4 separate regions of the Mus musculus genome follow, and all the other regions are linked to region 3. The links are chromatin contacts, called in public HiChIP or PLAC-seq and capture Hi-C maps. All regions are on one chromosome and are shown on one strand. The core of a region is the stretch at or near the end of the contact, and the rest is flanking DNA. Distances in the headings are between cores, read along the strand shown.

Evidence for each region. HiChIP or PLAC-seq counts read pairs in DNA pulled down with a chosen protein or histone mark. Capture Hi-C pulls out chosen DNA fragments and counts their contacts.
Region 1: a capture Hi-C map of embryonic stem cells shows a contact between it and region 3, with 2.3 times the contacts expected there. The contact joins two enhancer-like sites. A contact is called at or near these places in 5 of 115 datasets of contacts at active chromatin or transcription factors (embryonic stem cells and extraembryonic endoderm stem cells) and 4 of 9 other capture datasets (adipose tissue, embryonic stem cells, liver and 1 more).
Region 2: an H3K27ac HiChIP or PLAC-seq map of embryonic stem cells shows a contact between it and region 3, with 3 times the contacts expected there. The contact joins two enhancer-like sites. A contact is called at or near these places in 1 of 484 Hi-C or Micro-C datasets (cerebellum), 4 of 115 datasets of contacts at active chromatin or transcription factors (embryonic stem cells, epiblast stem cells and pancreatic cancer cells) and 2 of 9 other capture datasets (adipose tissue and liver).
Region 4: a contact with region 3 is called in an RNA polymerase II HiChIP or PLAC-seq map of embryonic stem cells, with 16 read pairs. The contact joins the promoter of Spint2 here to the enhancer-like site in region 3. A contact is called at or near these places in 1 of 39 promoter capture datasets (embryonic stem cells), 5 of 115 datasets of contacts at active chromatin or transcription factors (embryonic stem cells, extraembryonic endoderm stem cells and pancreatic cancer cells) and 1 of 9 other capture datasets (adipose tissue).

Annotation. Positions count from the first base shown.
Region 1 is chr7:29,339,878-29,345,377 of GRCm38.p6, forward strand. The region is part of intron 16 of Sipa1l3 (signal-induced proliferation-associated 1 like 3); the gene reads right to left. Among named protein-coding and RNA genes, the nearest start is that of Dpf1, 35 kb to the left of the region's middle. Within about 2 kb of position 2,679, at least 65 of the 459 cell types and tissues checked have an H3K27ac peak or open chromatin away from gene starts, as enhancers often do. A contact at or near this core is called in embryonic stem cells, where this site is marked.
Region 2 is chr7:29,318,010-29,322,838 of GRCm38.p6, forward strand. It overlaps Sipa1l3 (signal-induced proliferation-associated 1 like 3), which reads right to left. Exons shown (of 23, transcript NM_001081028.1): 23 at 2,369-4,278. The coding sequence ends at 4,135. Among named protein-coding and RNA genes, the nearest start is that of Dpf1, 12 kb to the left of the region's middle. Within about 2 kb of position 2,147, at least 41 of the 459 cell types and tissues checked have an H3K27ac peak or open chromatin away from gene starts, as enhancers often do. A contact at or near this core is called in embryonic stem cells, where this site is marked.
Region 3 is chr7:29,481,736-29,487,264 of GRCm38.p6, forward strand. All of the region lies in intron 2 of Sipa1l3 (signal-induced proliferation-associated 1 like 3), which reads right to left. Among named protein-coding and RNA genes, the nearest start is that of Sipa1l3, 21 kb to the right of the region's middle. Within about 2 kb of position 2,761, at least 34 of the 459 cell types and tissues checked have an H3K27ac peak or open chromatin away from gene starts, as enhancers often do. A contact at or near this core is called in embryonic stem cells, where this site is marked.
Region 4 is chr7:29,279,263-29,284,623 of GRCm38.p6, forward strand. It overlaps Spint2 (serine protease inhibitor, Kunitz type 2), which reads right to left and starts at 2,715. Exons shown (of 7, transcript NM_011464.2): 1 at 2,250-2,715. The coding sequence starts at 2,355. It overlaps Gm45977 (a long non-coding RNA gene), which reads right to left. Exons shown (of 4, transcript XR_003946629.1): 3 at 5,314-5,352; 4 at 4,458-4,756.

The sequences.
Region 1 (5,500 bases), core at 1,429-3,928, 140 kb before region 3:
GCTCACTCTCGTTAGGTATAGTGTCTCAGGCCTGTCATCCTGGCACTTGACTGGCAGGGCCAAAAGGACAAATGGGTTCTAGATCATCTCTGGCTAAATCCCTGAGGTTTTGGCCAGCCTGAACTACATCAGAACCTGTATCAAAACAACCCCCCCCCCAAAAAAAATCCCAAAAAAAAAAACCAGTGTAAACTGCATAAAGGATGAGCATTTTGTCAAACTCAATTTCAGATGCCCACATTGGATTACACGTGACATGCTTTCAGCGCGGTTCCGGTAACCACTTTAGAAGATGCCCCCAAGCAGTGTGCAGGGGGTACTAGCTCTGCAGGTGGCTGTGATGGGAACGTCAGGATGCAGGAGAGTGAAATTAGACCCCACACAGAGAGTTCCAGGTAGAAAGGCGAGGGAGGCAACCTGATACCCCAGCTGCAGAGGTGATCTCGGAAGACCTTCCCTTCAATGTGGCATGTGTGGATGTGAGGCCCGTGGATGAAGGCTTGGACTTTGTCCTAGATGAGCAAGGACGCCCGTGTCTCATGTGTGCACTGGCCTTGTCCCTTCCCATTAGTGAGTCTGTGTTCTGAGAAATGACCCACTGATGGCGATTTCAAGCTGCAAGTGTATGAGGGTGGCCTGTCCAGAGGCTATGACCCTGCTCCAGCTAAGACAGGGCGGGGGCATGGGGAGGTGCACTCTGCACTGGTACCCTGTTTTAGCCATGGCCCTTCTTCGTGAGGCTGTGACATGTTACTGCTCCGTCCAGGTTCCGAGGGGCTGGCAGGCGGTCCTGGGCGACAGCTACAAGGATGACCGCAAAGATCCGGGACACGGTCAGGCCTGGTTTTAAACGTTTGCCACACGGCACCCCATAAAGCCCCCGGCACTTTCTGCTGCAGGAGCTGCCGATGCTGTATTTCAGGTGGGGGCACTAGGGCTGGGAGAGCCTAGATAGCTCCCTTATGGTGATGCATGGGATCGAGCAGCCTCAAGCTTTCTTCCGTACTCAACAAGATCGCCGGCAGGAGAAAGGCACAATAGACAGAGACTAAGCACAGCAGCGGCGGCTTCACTATGTCCACATGACCTTCGTTGGACCACAGCTATGTTACTGTTATCACCAAAGTTTTAGAGACAGGAACTCATGTATCCCAGGCTGGCCTCCAGCTTGCTGTGTAGCTGAAGATGACCTTGACCTCCTAACCCTCTTGCCTCTCCCTCCTGAGTGCTAGGATTAACAAGTATGGAACACTGTCCAGCCGGGCCACCCATTATTGTCCCATCTAATGGAAGGGAAGTTGGGCCTCAGAGACCAAGGGCCTGAAGGAGTTCAGTGTAAGGCAGTCAGGCAGTAATGCCATGCCCACATAGCTGGGGCGGGGCTGGGGGGCAGGCTGCAGGCCACCTGGCTCGCTCCCATCTTGCCCCCATCCTCCTCTGTGCCTGCTGTGACCCGAGCGTCTGGAATGATGGGCTTCACCTGGATCTTACGACCATCACTGCTTGTCACCTCCACCAAGTGCCACCCGTCAGCATCGCCACCACTGTCTCTTCCAGGGTTACCTGCCTTCCGTGTTCTCCCCACAGCCACAAGGACCCTGTGGAAATGTGCGACACTCCAGAACTCCTTGTGGTGTTGGCTCATGCAGACAGGCAGAGACCCCCATAGGTCCCACTCCATCTGCCACCTCCTGTGTCCTCAGTTTCTCCACTTGCCTGTCTTTTCTAGCAGTTACACAAGGCTATCCCTCAAATACCCGGGAATGTTTCTACCGCAGGGCCTTTGAACTGCCCCTCTGCCCACAGACCTCAGGCACTCCCTCAACCCCTAGCATTCTAGGAAAATAGTCTGGGTTTTTTCCCCCTTGCTGACAGATCTATCATGTGTGGTTCCAGTCTTCCGACACAGGCAGGGTGGGCCCCAGCAGACCCCCAGATTACCTTTGAGGGCTGTGCCCGAGATGGATCCCCAGACAGACTCGGAGACTGCTAGCGCAGCCCGGGAAGCAGAGCCACGTGCTTCCTCCCTGCTGGGAACGCCCAGCTGCGTCAGCTCCACGTGGAACAGAGTCTCAGATCCCCTTAGCTGACTGACAAATTGCTCTGGAAACTGAAAGATTTTGGCATGTGTACTGCTTAGGGGCCAGGTAGTTATGTGCCTGGGCTTGCTGGGCCTTTCAGGTGCCCACGACGGGTGCCAGCACCTGGCAGGGAGCTTGGCTGCTGGGCTCCCATGACGAATGTCTGGGGTGGGTGGGGTGGGCTAATATCTGTGAAGTAGCTGCAGTCACGGACCTGCACAAGCAGATACAGGCTCTGTGGGCTTTGAAGAAAAGAGCTGGGGCCAGGCAAGAGGATGGGGCCTTTCTGGGCATGGCCAGCTCATCTCTTCCTGGCAGTTTTCAAATTCTGCTCTCTGTCCTGCCTTCCCTAAACAGCCTGCTTCTTTCAGAGAAGACTACAGTGCCCCACCTTTCCTCTAAAATTAAAGACCGATCTCATTGTCTAGCCCAGGCCGGCCTCCCGCTCACATTCTTCTTGTCTCTGAGTGCTGTGATTACAGGCTGCCCCCAGAGTGATATTTTAGAAAAATGTTTGCCAGATTAGGGGCTCAGGCACCTTCGCTGGCTCTCACACCCTCCAGGACCAGATGCTAGCTCTAACCACAGCAGTGAGCCTGCTAGAGCAGCCCTCTTGCCACCCTGCTACTCACACCTCCTGCCACGCTTCCCTTGGGGATCCACCTCAGTCTCCCGGCCACCAGACATTCCCAGAGTACTGCGAGCAGGCCGGCGAGGTACAATAGTCTTAGCTGTCTGGCTGCCAATCAAGACACTGCCTGCCTATTTCCCTCCTGAGCCTTGATTGCCATCTGTGTCTCACTTGGTTGTTGTCTGTCTGTCCATCTGTTTCCTCTCTGCAGCAGAATGTCAGCCCCATGAAGGAGGACTGGACTCTGTTCCCTGGAGCACGGGGGTATCTAGAACAGCACTGCCGAGGAAAGCTGAGCTGGTCTGGTCTGGTCTGGTCTGGTCTGGTCTGGTCTGAGATCCCCTCCAGCCAGAGTGGCCAGTGCTCCTCACTTACAGCAACTAGCAAGAGCTCACCTCACCCCCTGGACATTTGCTCCAGGCCTGTGCCATCTCTGAGTGACTTAGCCTCACCCTTCCTGGGACTCCACCTCCTGTTTTACCCCATAGACCATTTTTTTCTTTTTTCTTTTTTTGGTTTTTTCGAGACAGGGTTTCTCTGTGTAGCCCTGGCTGTCCTGGAACTCACTCTGTAGACCAGGCTGGCCTCAAACTCAGAAATCCGCCTGCCTCTGCCTCCCAAGTGCTGGGATTAAAGGCGTGAGCCACCGCCGCCCAGCTGTGACCTGAGTTTGATTCCTGTAACCCACGTAAAGGTGTAAGAAAGCCTGACTTCATCACGCCACCCGCTGACGTTTTCACGCGTGGTACGCCATGTACGCTGACACACAATTGGAAGCTGCACACATCCTCCCATCTCCTCCCGCTGAGACCTTCCCTGGCTTTCTTTAGCCCTTGGGATCAAATTCACACTCAGTAATGGAGTGCCTGAGTGACCTCGCTGGCCCCTCGGGCCTGTGCTCAGTGACATGAAGCTCAACCCTCTTACCCGGGTCCCACCCTTTGTACCCTCATCTCCTACTTGTGAGAAACCTCTCTACAACCCCATCTTTCTCTTCTGCCCTTCAGATTTGAGGCAAGTCTCCTTCTGTAGCCTCAGCGGGCCCAGAAGTGACAATTCTGGATCAGCCTCCGAAGCGCTGGGGTTAGTAGCACCTGTGCCACCAGGTCTGGATTGTTTAGTTTGTTTTTAGGTCAACGTCCACAGCCAGAGCTGTGGGGCTTAGACTGTGCATGGCCCTGGCTTTGATTCCCAGCAACACCCCCTATACCCACCCTCACACACACAAAATACAACGTAATACACGTAATGAAACTGCAGACTGAAGACATTGGCCAGCCTCCTCTGAGGATGCCTGCTGCTGCGGCTCATCCATGACTTTGCTACCATCTGCCTGTTGTCTTCCTGGGGCCAGCCAACACTGGGCCTGGCACACATGCACCTGCTCATGAATAAATGGCAAGTGCTGGGCAGGTGCAGACAGGGCACAGGGTTCTCGTGAACAGGACTGTGCAGACAAGAGCCTCACCCGTGTCTGGGTGCTGGGTTCAAGTACCACGCTGTCTGACATTCTCAAGGACCATACCCACGACAGTAGCTGCTGAGGGCTTCAGTGCAGTGGGACAACACCACCAACTTGCTGCACTGACTGGAACACCACCTTCACTCACACATGCGTGTGGTTGCAGTGTGTAGGTCTGTGGTGTGTGTGTGTGGTGTGTATGTCTGTGGTGTGTGTGTGGTGTCTTATGTGTGTGTGTATATGTGGTATGTCTGTGGTATGTGTGGTGTGTATGTGTGTGGTGTATATGTATGTGGTGTGTGTGTGTGTGTGTATGTATGTGGTGTGTAGGTCTGTGGTGTGTGTCGTGTATGTGTGTTTGTGGTGTGTATGTATGTAGTGTGTGGGCGGTGTGTCTACGTGTGTGTTGTGTGTCATGTGTGTGTGTCTATGTGTGTGTTGTGTGTGCATGTCTGTGGTATGTGTGGTGTGTGTGTGTGGTGTGTAGGTCTGTGGTGTGTGGTGTGTGTATGTGTGTGTGGTTGTGGTATGTATGTCTGTGGTGTGTGTGTTTATGGTGTATATGTATGTAGTGTGTGGGTGGTGTGTCTACGTGTGTGTTGTGTGGTGTGTGTATGTGTATGTCTGTGGTATGTGTGGTGTGTGTGTGTGTGTGGTGTATATGTATGTGGTGTCTGTGTGTGTGTATGTATGTGGTGTGTAGGTCTGTGGTGTGTGTATGTGTGTGTGGTTGTGGTATGTATGTCTGTGGTGTGTGTGTGTTTATGGTGTATATGTATGTAGTGTGTGAGTGGTGTATCTACGTGTGTATTGTGTGGGTCGTGTGTGTCGTGTGTGTGTGCGTGTGTGAGACTCATGTCCTTGCCACAGACCCTCCTGCCTCAGCTCTTCCCTGTGCTGGGATGAGATGATGGGGATGGATCACTACAACTGGCTGAATGTTTCTTTTTTTCTTTTTTTAAGAGATTTTATTTATTTATTTTATGTACGAATATTTATTATTATAAATAAGTACACTGTAGCTGTCTTCAGATGCACCAGAAGAGGACATCAGATTTCATTATGGGTGGCTGTGATCCACCATGTGGTTGCTGGGATTTGAACTCAGGACCTTCAGAAGAGCAGTTAGTGCTCTTACCCGCTGAGCCATCTCGCCAGCGAGATGTTTCTTAAAATCATCTCATTTCTAACACTGTGTGGTGGCAACTAGGTATACTTCTAGCATCTCAGAGGCAGAGGCAGGAGGATTACCACAAGTTTGAGTCCAGCCTGATCTCCTGAGTTACAGGCCAGTCAGGGCTACAGAGTAAGGTCCAATCTCAAAAA
Region 2 (4,829 bases), core at 897-3,396, 160 kb before region 3:
GATTCAAGGAGACAGGCAGGGTGGGGTGGGGGTGGGTGGGGGTGGAGAACCAGGGCAATGGTCAGGAAGGAAGATGGTTCTGAGGCCACAAATGTACTGAATGGAAAAAAAGGACAAAGCTGGAGAGATACACAGATGAAGAGAGAGTCCCAGGAATTCCGAGGGAAGAGGACAGGGACCAGGGACGGGGTGGAGGACTAGTCCAGTAAATAATAGTTTAAAACAAGAAAAAGGAAAAAAAAAAAAAAAAAAAGCCAGGCTTTGGCAAGACCAGGGGAGGGAGAAGTGGACAGCTGTTTGGAGAGACAAGCAGAAAATGTACAAAGTCAGAGGGAGAAAATGAGATAAGGGGACAGGCAAAGCCCCCAGACAAAAGACACGGGAATGAGCGAGACTTTTGGTTGGAAGGCAATAAAGAATGTAAGGGACCGCCATCCAGGATGGTAACACACTATGTGGCTCAGAACTCCAACACTGGAGGCTGAGGCAGGAGGGACGGGGAGTTAGTTACACGTCATCCTGGGCTATAGCATGAGCCTTCTCTTTAGAAAGGGGTGTGGGGGTGCGAACAGACAACAGAAATCTGGAGAGTGCCAGGCAGATGAGGCCAAAGAGATAGGCAGACTGAGGAGAGGTGGGGGAGGGGCATGAAAAACTGGGGCAAGAAAGGGAAGGGACTACGGGGCGCAGTGCAGGCGCCTTCAGGGCTTGGCGTGCGTGTGCGGGTGCGCGTGTGAATTGTGGGGTGTTGGGAGATGGTGGTATGTCTCCCAGGCCAGGAGAGGATGTGAGAACAGTTTGTTCCCGGGTTCCCTCCCCCACTTGGCCCAGGTTGATGGGGGGAGGGCTGGGCTGGATGGGGCCCTGAGGAGGGTGGCGAGTGAGGATGTCTAAGTAGCTGGAAGCCCTTGCAAGGGCTGATTCTCCACTGGATATAGGCAAACACCTTTCGGAAGATATTTGGCGGTGGGGGGTGCGGGTAGGGTGCGAAGGAGGATCAGAGTTCAGCTCAGACCTGAAGAACACAACGACCGCTGATGGGATGGGGTCAGTCCTGTCCAGAGAGGCTGACTTCCCACAGGAGGTGAGTCTTCAGGATCTTCTTGGAACTCCTGAGTCCAAAGTCAGTTTGCCTGGTGCCTCGCCCACCCGCAGATGTCCACAGTTCGGCGAGACACAGACCCAGGACCCCAAGCTTCAAGCCGCCCCCTCTTGTCCTGTCTGGAGGGCCATAGAAATCCTGGTTTTGGCCGAGGCTTCAGGTCCGAGACACTTCCTTTAGCTAGATGACTCTTCCTTTACCTCTGGTCCCCAGGGACCCCTGGGCAGCTCTCCACTGCAATCCATTCCCTGCACTGTTGGCAGAGGGAGGTCCACGGCATGGTGGGACCCAGTGGAGGGATGAGTAGGTGGGGCTGGGCACACAAATGAAGCGGGGGATGGAGAGGGGCGTGGTTTGGGGCCGGGTGGAGGCTTCATACAAATCCCACCAGCATGGCAAGTACTTACTTTACCTGCAATCACCCGTGGTTTTGTTTTGAGACAGACTTCTTTTGTGTAGCCCTAGCTGCCCCCGAACTATGTAGACCAGGATGGCCTCAAACTCACAGATCCACCTCCCTCTGCTGGGGTTAAAGGCGCATGCTATCTTAACTTTGCCTGGCTTTTGTTGTTGTTGTTTTTTAAATATGCCAGAAGAGGGCACTGGGTCTCTTGGGTGTGCTGTCAGGCAACTGTGAGCGGTGAGGACCTGGGGGTCCTCTGGAAGAGCAGCCGGTGCTCTTAACCACAAAGCCACTTCTGGCCCAAAAGTTTTTCTTTTTTCTTCTTCTTTTTTTTAAAAAGGGCTTCATTACCACTTATCTTGCAGTCAGCACAAGGTGGCCTCAAACTTGCTATGTAGCTAAGGAAGACCTTGCACTCCTGACACCCGTTCACCTCTGAGATTCCCGATGTGTACAAACACAACTGGCCTTGAACTCTCGGCGATCCTCCTGCCTCAGAGCGCTGGGATTACAAGTGTGAACCATCACACCTGGCGAAAGGGGCCCATCCCCCATTCCCTTTGAAGACAGGTTCACAGTGCAGCCCTAACTCTCCTAGAACTTACTTCCAACAAGCTGGCCTAGAACACAGAGCTCCTCCCACCTTGCCTCCTGAGCGCTGGGATTAAGGGCTCGGGTTACCATGCTCGCCTTGCAGACCTAGCTTGTTTTAACTTCAGCACATTTTACATCCTGATGGTCAGGTGCCTAGGAAAGCGGCTGGCTGGTAAATGTATGCTGTGCAGCAGGAGTGTGATATGAGCTTAGGAGGAGGGAGCCAGCACTGGCTTCCAGGCAGCTGCAGGAGAACACACCAGCCATTTCTATGAAACGTTTATTTCCTTTGAAACCTCCTGAAACATGCCAGAAATCTCAAGACAGGGATGGGAAGAGGGGGAGGAAAAGACAATAAAGAATGATTAAAACAAAAATCCAAATGGAATAAATCAACCTGGAAAAAAAAGCCTGCTATCTCCAGTCATTACACAGAGTATCAACCTCAAATTAAATAATTTTTTTTTGCAGGAATTCTTACAAAAATAATAGAACAAAAGCAAAAATTAAAATTTACAACTGTCAATGTACATGATTAGGTCCCCCAAATGATTCGAATGGTCTGAAGATATGAGAAGACACATTAAAGAAAGAAATGAAGGGAGGGGGTTGGGGGGAAGGGGGAAGGCTCCAGGTTGGGTTCTGAGAGGAGAGGAAGGGGGAGGGGCTGGAGAACCCTTTAGAAAGGTGATCAGGAGACAGACATCACAGTAGCTGGCCAGGGTTCAGGACACTGGGTGGTCTGGTTTGCCACCATCATTCCATGGTGAGTGGAGGGCATGGCAGGCTGCTCCCTCACAACCAGGGGTTCCCCGGGGGTCAGAGGCAGGTCACAGGGAGCTCTGGATACCCTTTCCTCAAGCCCTGCCCTTCAGCCTGGCCCATCGGGAGCAGAGTGCCTGTTGTGTGTGGTAGTGGGCCCAAAGAGAAGTGATGGGTCCTGGTCTGAGGGCTGGGCCATCTCGTTATGGCTCTGGGTCCAATCTACGCTGCCAACTGTGCCGCCTGCTGCCCCCACGTCCCTCTGAGTCCTCACATTGACCTCCAGCCCACAGGGTTTGGGGAAATCCACAGACTGTGGCCATTCAAACGTGTTCCGGCACAACTCTACATGAAAAAATAAATATATATATATATATATATATTCTTTTCTGTTTGTTTTTAAAGAAGGAAAAAAAGGGGGAGGGGGATTTGTGTTTCCTGGGTGAGCAGCGTGCCCCACTGAGCTGCCCCTTATTGCCTTTGGAGAATCTCTGGGGGCTGGGGGCTGCACTGTGAGTGCTCCCCAGGGAGCACAGTGAGCGTGGCTGGTGTCCACTGGGGGATGGAGTGTGGCCAGGGAGACTTGTAAAAGGAAAGACAACCATACAGGGGGTGAAGGCTCTGCCTCAGCCCTGTCCTCAGGTTCCTCAAAGCCGCTGGCGTAGGGGGCAATGGCCTAGTTGTCCTAGAGGAGGATCCCATGGCTGGCCAGATCAGTAGCTCCAAGGCAGAGGGGCCTGCGGCTGCTTGGAGAGAAGCTGATAAAAAAGATCATATAAACAGTCCTAGCTGTACAAATGGGGTTTCTCAAAGGAGTGGATCTGGGTGCTAATGGGTCCTGTCCATTCTGGGGCCCCAGGAAAATAATTTAAACTCTATGAAAGTGCTCCTGGCTGCTGTGTGGAAGGGGGACTCGGAGGGTGATGTCCATGCTACCTGGAGCCAGTTCACTGGGGATAGAGGAGCCCTGGACTGTCAGGGAGTGGGGGAAGAAAGGGCTCACTTCGTTCCATAGTTCTCATGCAGGGGCTCCTGGGCCCCTCCCACCGACACAGCTCCAGGCAGCTGGGTCCTAGGAATGGGCGCTCCTGTGGCCTGCAAGGCGGCAGGGAGCAGCTGAGAGGGGCCTGAGACTAGTGCCTGGCGTCCCCCGAGTCCCTAAAGGAAGGTTGCAGGGCAGTGGGTGCGGGGCTGTGGCTGGATGACCTGTCACCCCTGCAACCAGAAGCCCACTGCCTGCCAGCCAGGGCGGTCTAGGGTGACCCAGGGGCACTCAGAGCTCCTTCTTCTCCCTGCTGAAGAGCTCTGCGAACTTGCGCAGCTGTTCACTGGCGGCCTGCGACTCCTCCTGCAGTCGCTGGTTGTTCTGCCGCAGGCTGGCCACCTCGGACTGCAGCACCACCTTGTCCTGCTTCTCCTGGGAGGGCAAAGGGCTGGGTTAGTAAGGTACGGTAAGGCAGATGGCTGAGGTGCACAGAGCAGAAGCAGACCGCAGCCACTGGATCCTGAGAGGCCTGTCTGCAAGGGTTCAAATCCCAGCTCTGCTTCTCCAGATGAACCACCCAGGGCAAGTTAACTCATACCCTGGCCTCAACTCTGACAGGAAGTTTGGAAAGCTTGCGGGTTAATTTATTCTTTTTTTTTTTTTTTCTTTTAAAGATAAGGTCTTAGTATGTAGCTCAGGCTGACCTCAGACTCTCCGGTGCTAGGATCACAGGCATGCACCCCACCACTGACAGGCCGAAGTAGTCATTTGCTAGCCATACTCACTGTTACCACCCCACCTCACCCCAACCTTCGGGATGGCTGTCATCTTCACTTTCCTGGAAGAAAACAACCAAGACCCACCACAGCCTGAGCAGGCTCTGCTCTCCCGAGGTCATGCGACATCCTGGCGCAGGGAGTGCCAAGGCTGTGTGTGCAGCATTAAATACCGGGGTGGGATCTGAACCTGGGTCCTGCCTTGCA
Region 3 (5,529 bases), core at 1,511-4,010:
CAGCCCCCTAAGTGTGTTGGTCTTATAGACTGAGCCACTGTGCCTGGCTCTAAGGCTATTTTAAATGCAGAATTGTTTTGGCAAATAATCCTCCCTGCCCACCCCCACCTCCACATTCTTTTTTCTTTTATCTTTATAAAAGCATCCTAATTTTAGTCGAGACCCAGGTATCCCCACTCTGTGGGGCATGACACGTCAGTGATGCCCTAGGCCTATGACAGACACAATTAACACATCAAATGTTCTCTCGCCCTCCCCTGCTCATAGTGATGGAACAGCTGGACACTGAACCTTGGCTAGCTGACAGAGAGGTGAGGAGAGTTTATAGAAGTTCCAACAGAAAGAGGAGCACGCCCTCTTTTCCCTTAGACCCAAACATTGAAACTTGAGGAAGGACCTGCTGCAGTCAACTTCAACTTATAACTACCACAGAGCAACCAATTTGCCATCAGAACCCGCCAAGAGATCAAAACGAAGTATTACGACGACATCGCAGAGCGCCAACTGAAGCGGCACCTACAGGGTTCAGCCAGGCATCTCCCAGCTTTCTTGTGCCATGAGTTTGGTTATGATTCTGATGGCAAGACATGGGAGAGACCTGAAGGGCTCACGAGTGGGGCATGTGTAAACCACGCCTTCACTCATGGTTTTATGTTTGTTTTTGACACAGTATCTTGCTATGTAACCCAGCTGGCTTTAAATTAGTGGGTCCTCCTGCCTTCCAAGTGCCAGGACGATGACAGGGTGTGCCACCACACCTGGATCTGCATTTGTTTCTGGAGAACAGAATGGAAGGGCCAAAAACAGAAGCAGCAAGCCAATGAGGGCTGTGAGTCCTACTAAAGTTGAAGGTATCAGAACCTCAGACCTGATACGGGACAACAACTGGCTAATTGTTATTATTTTCTGTTATGGTTTTAATTTGTAATACCCACTCACATTAAATGTTTTATTTAGTTATTTTAATTGTGTGTGTGTGGTACTAGGAACTGAGAGCCCTGTGCATACTACCACTGAGCCCCACCTTCAGCCCTCACTGGGGGATTCTAGGCAGGGGCTCTACCATTGAGCCACGCCCCCAGCCCCTCCTGTTATAAGTCTTACACTTTGCAGTTCCTTAGAATGTGACCTCATTCGGAAACTAGGTAGCTGGAGAGAGAGCTCTTTGCAAGTTAGCATGAGGTCTTTAGAGATGGAGGCAGGAGGATCTCTGTAAGTTCAGCCCAGTCTGGTTTAAATATTCAGTTTTAGGACAGCCAGGGCTACACAGTGAACCCTTGTCTCAAAGAACAGAAAACAAACTACAAGAAAAGTAATAATAATACTGAAAAGAAATTAAAGCACAAAGGGCTGGAAAGATGTCTCAGCAGTTAAGAGCTCTCAGTGCTATTCCAGAGGACCCAGGTTTGATTCCCAGCACCTACATGGCAGGCCACAGCCATCTATCACTCCAGTTCCAGACTATCATACATGCTCTTCTGACCTCCACAGGCAGAACAGCCACACACATAAAATAAAAGCATGAGTCACACCTGAGTAGGGCAGGCCCCTGATCCAATATGAACTGGTGTCCATATGAAAAGGAAAACTAGAACCCAGCGGTGGTGATGGTAGCAGCACACTCCTTTAATCTCAGCATTCAAGAGGCAGAGGCAGGCAGGGTTTGAAGCCAGTCTGGTCTACAGAATGAGTTCCAGGACAGCCAGGGCTACAATGTGACATGCATACACAGAAATACCACGTGAAAAACAGAGACATGGTAAGATTAAAAAAAAAAAAAAACTCCAGGAAACTCTAGGGCCAGCCAGCTCGCAGAAGCTGGAAAGAGCCATGAGATGACCTTCTTTCCAGAGCCCGGAAGGAACCAACCTAGGCCATACCTGAGCTCAAACCTGTGGCCTCCATAACTCAGGACTGCTACACCAATTTCTGCTGCTTGAGCCAACCAGCTTGTGGCAATCCTAGCCAACCAAAACTGTACCTAAGCCCAGAGGACGCTGCCATCTGTGCCAAATTCCTCAGCTAGCTGGGGGGGGGGGGGGCGGGTGTTCTGGGCCTGTCTTTGGGGACCTGTGTTGCCAACCCCTGTCTGGTGATTCCTGCCTGTGGGAAGAGCTCTCCCACTCTCATATCCTCTATGACTCCTGGCTCCACCTGACACCTGCTTCGCCTCCATCCCCCACCTGTCTCCAGGGCCTGGGAAGAAAAGAAAGATGAATGAGACCGAATCAGGGGGGCCTGGAGGCTGCATCGCAGTGGGGCAACTCTGAACAGTGCTCTGTGCACAAGAAAATGCTGAGGAGGGTGGAGGTGGATCAAAATCACCTCCCTACCCAGCTGGCTGGCAAAAGGCAATCCAGCCTCACCCACAGTGCACTGCAGAGAGCAGCCCGCCCCAGACGGACCAAGCAGAAGGAAGCAGGCCATTAACAAAATCATCCAGAACTGTGGACACCCTTGGATCCCAGAGGGTCCCAGGCTTACCACTGTGAACACAGCGACTGGCTTTCCAGCAGCCTCGGGGAATCCAGGCCCAGAAGGGAGGCTTTGTTCAGACCTGCCCTCAGCACCTGGAACAAGTCTTCGTGAAGCAACTGTCCCGGAGCCCAAGGCACAGGCGTGTGTGCCTGGCAGAGGCCTGAGGCCACTGTGGCAAACTGGGAACCATCTCGAGACACAGTGGTTTTGGACTAAAGGCTGTGGCAGGCACCACTAAAATCCAAGTGGGACTGGAACCAATTAGCAGTTATTTCAGGAGAATCAGTAAGTGGTAGATCACACAGCAGGCGAGTGTGGGATTCTGTCTGTGTCTACACCAACCGTGGCTGACAGGGTGGGTGGAGAGTGGAGCGACGGCATATACTTGGGCCATACAAAATTAAGTGTCAAGTCACAGCTTGTTGCGTCTAACGTACACATTCCCCAGCACCTACCAGAACCCTGAGTTGATCACAGGTGGTAATGCCCGCAGATACTGAAGCTGGCTCCCTGACATGAACTTTTCAGGAGAGAATGGCAACTAAAATCACCTACCACACAGAACGGTGCATGCCTCTGCAGTCATCAGGAAACACTGAATACAATTCAGAAATGCACGAGTGTTCCATCACAAAAGTTATGAAAGCCGGGCATGGCGGCGCACGCCTTTAATCCCAGCACTCGGGAGGCAGAGGCAGGCGGATTTCTGAGTTTGAGGCCAGCCTGGTCTACAAAGTGAGTTCCAGGACAGCCAGGGCTATACAGAGAAACCCTGTCTCGAAAAAACAAAAAAACAAACAAACAAAAAAAACCCAAAAGTTATGAAAAGAAAAAAAGCACAAATTGAAACATTTAAAACAAAAGCCACCAGAAAGCTACAGAGAGGCAGGGTGTGGCAGAGCACCCCTGAACTCCAATACTTGACAGGGTTGGAGTTCAAGGTCAACCTCAGCTACACGAGATCCTGTCTCAAAACAACAAAAAGAAATTGCGAGAGAGCTGGCCAAATCGTCACAGTTTCTTCTCATAAAGGCTACATATAAACGATGCAAAATAGAAATGTACACAACTTGGATTCAATTTTCTATAGACTCCTTCCCTAGAACTTGATGGAATTTGTTCTTTATCAAATTTCCATGAATATTCATAAAGCCTGTTACTACATTAGAAAAACAAAATTCTCAAATTCTCCCAAAGAAAGTTTTTCCTACCCTAATGCCCTGACTCTAAGCTATTTAAAAGGTTCATAAGCACACACATGCACTCACACACAAGTGCCAGAGGGCACACAAAGTACCCATATATACTGTGTGGCTTACAACCACCTACAACTCTAGTTCCAGGGGATCTGTCTCCTCCAAACCCTGGCTTCCTGGGACACCCACACACATACAACGGCATACACACAGATATAAATAAAAAAAAACTGTAAATAATTTTGAAAAAAATGGGTTTTAGACAGTACATTATTTGTATATCCTGTGTAGCTGTCTTTTCTATTTTGTAAGTTCTTCTTTTTCCCACCCTTTACCCACCCCCGATAGGAGATTAAGAAGGAAGGAGGGAGAGAGAGAAGAAGGGAGGAAGAGAGGGAGAGAGAGAAGAAGGGAGGGAGAGAGAGAGAAGAAGGGAGGGAGAGAGAGAAGAAGGAAGGGGGAGGGGGAGGGAGAGAATGTTGAATCTAATTCCTTTCCTTTTGTTTCTTCTTTGAGCATGACTACTAACAAACCATAACCAATCCTCCTGGGGCCCTATCATTTATATACCCACTGAAAAGTTCCTAGAATTCCAAACATCACACAATCACAGAAACTATCTGCAGCTGGCAAGACCATGTCTCTGCTAGAGCACGAGGCAAATCATGGTCAGCTGCTGCAGACAGTCAGCCTCTGTCTCCACACCTGGGATTAAAACAAGCACACATATTTCTGTGTTTTTTAAAGAAACTAACATTCCAAAATCGTCAGTACAATCCTGTACACAAATCTCTGAAACAAACAAAACAAAACTTGCAGTCCTGTTCTCCCATTCTATGGTCATGGTCTTGGTGGCCCCAATCACAACACTCTTGCTTTTGATGAAGTCGGATTAACTTTTCCTTTTCTTGTTTGAGCCTTTGGTGTCCTACCTAAGAAACATGGCTCAGAGTCACAAAGATATACTCCTGTGCTTGCTTCTAAGCAGTTTATAGTTTTAATTCTTACATTTAGATCTGAAGTGGCACATACCTTTAATCCCAGCACTTGGGAGGCAGGGGCAGGCGGATTTCTGAGTTCAAGGCCAGCCTGCAGCACTTGGGAGGCAGAAGTAAGTGGATCAAGAGTTCACAGCTAGCCTGGTCTACAGAGTGAGTTCCAGGACAGCCAGGGCTACACAGAGAAACTCTGTCTCAAAAAATAAAATAAAATAAAATAAAATAAAATAATAATAAAATAACCCCAAGCCCCCCCCAAACCCCAAACAAAAAAGCCTCTGACCTAGATGAGGGAGAGGGAAGGGGTGAGGGAGAGGAAAGGAAAAGTAGCCAGTATGGTAGGTAGTGCATGACTAACTGAAGGGACTCTAGCCAGCCTGAGCGTGGCAGACATGGCTCTAGCAGGCCTTGCCCTTCTCCCCCATTCCCTCTGCCTTGCTAAACCATTAGATTACATTCAGAAAGCTGGCCACCAAGGTCCCTTAGGTGGCCACTTCCTTCTCCTGAGGCTGACTACCAAGGCCCGTTATCAAAGTACTCAGCCCAGCAATCCAAAGCCCCCTTGTGGCTACTACCCTAATTAGCATGCCCAGTTAAAATTAAACACCTCATCCTAACACAGGGGGTCTCCTTTTCCATCTATAAACTACCATTTTCCTATGGGCCACGTCAGACTCCTCTCTACCCAGAGGCAGTCCTTTGCCCCTCCAAGGCAGATAGATATCCCTTCCCACCTCCCTTGTTCTCTGTCTTCTGTCTTTGCCCCTTATTCCCTGACCTCTGTCCCTTTGGGGTAAATAAATCTCCTTTGTGCTAAGAACTTGGTCTTGGGGTACCTGTTCCCTTTCAGTAATCCT
Region 4 (5,361 bases), core at 1,465-3,964, 200 kb before region 3:
CCATCATCTAGCTAGTCAAAACATCAAAATTTGTGTGTGTGTTTCACTCTCAGAGGGCTCTGGCAGGTAGCTGGAAGAGTGACCCACAGGGAGCCAAAGTGGTTTAAATAAACTCACCACTACATCCCTGCTTCTAGACCCCTCTCCCTTCAACTCCCCCAAACCTCAAGGCAAAAAGATGTCATCAAGAGTAGAAGGTTCACTGCCTGCCACCTGCCATCTGCTGACCCACATCTGCTCCTCTCCACAGTCTTTATCTAGGCTGGGTTTACTTGTGGGGAGTTCCATTCAGACAAAGGAGCCTTGTTCTCTGTCTACCCTCCAATGACCTTGTCTTCCACATCACCTCAGTCTAACATGAACATTTACATTTCTTCAGGACCCCAGTGTCCTCACCTAGGCTCAGGGTCCACTCTATCTAATTTTCTAAGTCTTTCCTTCCAGAACCTCAACTGTAACAATCTGCTGACCATACCTGCCACCTTCCCACTGCCCCTCAGCTACTGGTGAAGATAAGAATCTATGAGCGGCCTTTTATAATCACTCCTGTCCAAGTTCCTCCACTTCCTTTGGTAGCACTATACAGCTAGAATGTGCCAGAGACATGCCTTTGTTTGCTGAGAAAAACCAGACACCCATCCAACCCAAAAAAAAAAAAAAAAAACCCAAAACCTATCAAAACTGGTGCCTCTGACAAAGCTGTTGAAGCTTTCAAACAAAGAGCCCTTGATATAAGTGAGGGCAGCAGTTCACCAGCCTGAAGGCCGGCGTACTTCAAAAAGGTCGGTAAGTCTAGTCCGTTCAGAAGGACACGGCCTAGCCAATCACTTTGTGTGACCTTCCAAAGGCCTATGATGTCACCACCACATCAGGCCGGTTCTAGGCTCAGACAACGCAAGAGCTTAGAAAAGCCATATCCACAGCCACAGGCCAGGTAACTTATAGACACAAGGCAACCTGGAGTCTGGCTATACTACAATGGTCAACCTCTGCACTTCTGACTCTGGATCACCAGGGCTGAGCCTCTCCCACCGGCCTGTGGCATTCTCCATAACTCTTGTTGTTGCCCTAGTCTTAGACACAGGAATAGACCATTCCTCAGAAGCTACCACACTCCCTGCTTTCTCTTTCACCAAATAGGTTGCCCACTAAGGACTTGGGCCTCGTGGCTGTGTCCACTTCTCCCCTTCCTGACTTCTGTTCCAGCCTTGGGGTGGGGGTGGGGTCTTTTCCTTGATCACAATCAATTTTACTCTAGACCCTCACTACTCCCTCCCACTACCTGGGACACTGGTCCCAAGGTCTTAGTATGGCTGCCACCTACTCATTCAATTGTTAGGATAGGTGCCACCCTCCTTAGAGTACTTCCTGAGTTAAGTACCCTTCACCATCTTCTATCACTGTTCTTATCCCGCTGTCTTCTAGTCACCGCTAGTCATTTAATCTTTGGCGAGTACTCTGCACGTTAAGTGTTCGCTCCCACTGGAATCCAAGCTCTGCGAATTCAGGAACCTGTCTAGTCTTGAGTCAGCCACGACCACCATTCTTACAGACCCTCAGCGGGGACTCAATTAAGTTTGCTCAATCAATGAATTCTTTCAAAAGAGATCTTTTCAAAGCTGGCTAGTGGTTGTCTGAAGCAGTTAAAAGTTGTAACGACTCCTAAAGACGCAAACCCCAGCTGCTGGGTGCCAATACTACACTCGGAGAACAGACGTTCCTGCATTGGCAGGCACCTTGGCAAAGCTCCTCCCTTCTACCAACCGCTGCTTCTCTTCTTCCTCGGGAGATCATGGGGCTGTTGCCATATGTGATATCAACAGGTGTCCGAAGTGCGTTTTCCCTGTACCCAAAGCGGCCAACAGGTCTCCCGAACAAATTTCCACCTCTGAGGCTTGAATGCGCCCCCCACCCCCACCCCAAGTCCCCGTCCCCACCCCGGGCTTTCTTTGGCCAAGCAATTTCCGCTTCGTTGAGCTCCTCACCCACTTCCAGTGCCACGCCTTCCTGGGTCAATACACCTCATCTCCCTCCCTTCCTCCTTCCTTCTGGAAGGGACACTTTGCTAACCCTTACGCCCCCGCGCTCGCGAGGCTCCTACCCTTCCTAGCCCGCCACCTGCAGGTCTGGCTCCACCGCCCATCCTCCCCAACCCCAAGGAGCCTGCGATCACTCTGCGCACCGAGTACCCCCACTTTCGCTGCGGCCTCCTCTATCCCCTGCTCCCGGATCCCCCGCCTGGCCCTCACCGTGGACGTCTAGTTCTCGGCTGGCCACCTGGGCCCCGGAGAGGAGCAGCGAAGCTACCAAGGCGAGGAGCGCCCGGCCCCGCCGCAGCTCACAAAGCTGCGCCATGACCTGCTGCCAGCGCCGCGCGCCAGGCCTCGAGCCGCCGGCCGTTGGGGTGTGGGGGTGGGGTCTCGCGAGCAGGTGCGGGAAAGCCCACGGCCGCGCACGCGCACTGCAGGTCCGCGGGCTCAGGTGCGGCTTCGCCCCGGAGTAGGACTTCGAGGCGCCCGGGTCCCCGGAAGCCCTTTTTTCTGGCTTTTGGCGCGTGCGACGCCTTAGTTGCCTCCCAACACGGTCCCTGGACTCGCGCGGCAACACTCTGCGACTCTTCCCCAGACTGTGAAAGCCTCCACCCGTCCGAGGAGTACTACGGCGAATGGCGGACGCAGGGACACAAGAGAAGGTGGCACCCAGGCTGGGGGTGGGGCGCACCTGGCGGGGCGGGGCAGATGCGGCGCAAGCGCGGAGGGCCCCGCACCTGGCTCTGCGGCCTGCACCTGGCACCGCCCCCGGCTCCTGGGAGGAGGCGTGGTTGGCATTGACCCCGCCCCAGCCGGACCTTGCGGGAGGCGTGGGTCTGTTGGCCACGACGTCCTTGCGCCTTCGTGCTTGCGCTGTGACTATGGCGAGAGAAACTTTTCGGAAACCTGTGGCTGTCTGCCCGCTCTGCTTTAGCGTTCCTTTAGGTGTGAGAGATATATCCTGCCTAAATTCCTCGTTCTCTGTGCCATAAACAAATGTCCCGGATTGAGCAGTGGCCAGGCCAGCTTGGCCTGTGTGTCGTCAAACAGGATCAGCCCGTAGTAGTGATGCGGAAGCAGAGGGAAGAGTGATCAGGAATGTGATGGTGAAATCCTACAGTTGAGTGAGCAGGGGTTGGGACAGTGAAAATCAGGGCATGATCAGAGCCCAGTTTCCTATTCAGTGCGACTGCCAGTTAGGCAGGGCACTGTCTGGAAAGAGGTGACAAGTCCTTAAAACTGCAGGTTTCTCTGGACCCCGTACAGGAAGACAAATACAAATATATAGAGGTGTTAGGGTGACGATCAGAAGCTTGCAAAGGATGAACAGACCTGAAAGGGGGAGGGACACGGGGACTGGACTAGGTACAACACCCAAAGGAGACTTACAAACCACTACCACAGAACCAGGGTGGGCTTCTGGAAAGAAGCTCCATTTAAACTGGATGAATGGAGGAGGGCTGACAGAGGAAGTAGAAGGCCGTTAGCAGAAGAATTAATGATCTCGTTATCATTGAAAATACTGCTCTTGGGCTGGCAAAGTGGCTAAGTAAATACAACTGCCACCAAACCTGATGACCAGATTCGCACCTGCTCGCAAGGTCACCCCCCACCACCACCCCCCAACGGCTGGAGGCCTGGCGTGCCCGGGTGCTCCACGCCTTGTTAGCTTCGCTGCTTCTCTCCGGGGCCCAGGCGGCCAGGAGATTCCTGGTGCAAACACGGTGGAAGAAGAGAACTGGCTTCCTGAAGTTCTCTGACCTCCACACTGTAGCCATGGCACCTGCCAGACCACACGAACACAGACACACACACACAGACACACACACACACACAGACACACACACACACACACACACACACACAAATAAATGTGTTTAAGAAAAATAAAATAGGGCTGGAGAGATGGCTCAGCGGTTAAGAGCACTGACTGCTCTTCTGAAGGTCCTGAGTTCAAATCCCAGCAACCACATGGTGGCTCACAACCATCTATAATAAGATCTGTCACCCTCTTCTGGTGTCTAAAGACAACTACAGTATACTTCATACAATAATAAATAAATCAAAAAAAAAAAAAAAAAAAGGAACTGACTGCTCTTCCAGAGGTCCTGAGTTCAATTCCCAGCAACCACATGGTGGCTCACAACCATCCAAAACGAGTAGCCGTCTTCAGATACTCCAGAAGAGGGCGTCAGATCTCGTTATGGATGGTTGTGAGCCACCATGTGGTTGCTGGGAATTTAACCCAGGACCTCTGGAAGGGCAGTCGGGTGCTCTTACCCACTGAGCAATCTCACCAGCCCCAATAAATCTTTTTTTAAAAAAGAAAAGAAAAAGAAAATAACGTCCTTATTACGGTAAACAAAGTAGGCCTGGTTGCGCAAGCCTGTACTCCCAGCACTCTGGATGTGGAAACAGAACTGGGATAGCTCATAGCCAACCCCAGTAACAAGCACCAACCCCTACCCTGAAGAACAAAAAGCAAAAAGAAAACCACCAGGTGTGGGGTGTAATTCACTTGCTAGAGCACTCACCTAGCAGGCAGGAAGCCCTGAGTTTGATTCTCAGCATCACACAAACCAACCTTGGCATCACAAAGCCAACCTTCTTGGCAGATGCCTGTAATCCCAGCACTCAGGAGCTGAAAGCCAGAGGACCCAAAGCAAGAGTTCAAATTTATAGTCAGCATAGCAAACTCAGACCAGTCCGGGATTCATGAGACCCTGCTAAGCAACAGAAAAAAGACATTACAAAACAAAACAAACACTAAACCTAAACTCTGGAGGGTGGATTTGGGGCTGGAATGGAGTAAATCAAGAGTGTTGGAACTGGCCGTGGAGAAAGGGCCATGAGAAGCAAGCCTCGGTAACTGAAGGCTTAAGAGATGAGGAACAAAAACTGCATGAGGAGCAGTCGACAGGTCTCTCTCTCTCTTCAGATTATTTTATGTGTATGAGTGTTTTGCTTAAATGTCCATCTGACTACCACATATGTGTGTGCCTGGTGCCCACAGAGACCAGAAGAGGCAGTAAATTCCCTGTAACTAGAGTTGTAACTCCAGTTGTGAGCCACCGTGCAGATGCTAGGAACCAAACCCCAGTCCTCTGCAAGAGGTACTCCTTGTTTTGTGACTGGGTCTCTCAGTGTAACCCTGGCTCTCCTAGAACTCTATATGTAGATCAGGCTGTCCTCAGACTTAACAGGGATCTACCTGCCTCTGCCTCCAGGGCTTAAAGGCTTGCGATACCACAGCCAGCCCATAGATAATCTTAGGATTAAATACCTGGGTATTGTGGAAGCCAAGGCCACTGTCACCAGTGTGCTGCAGAAA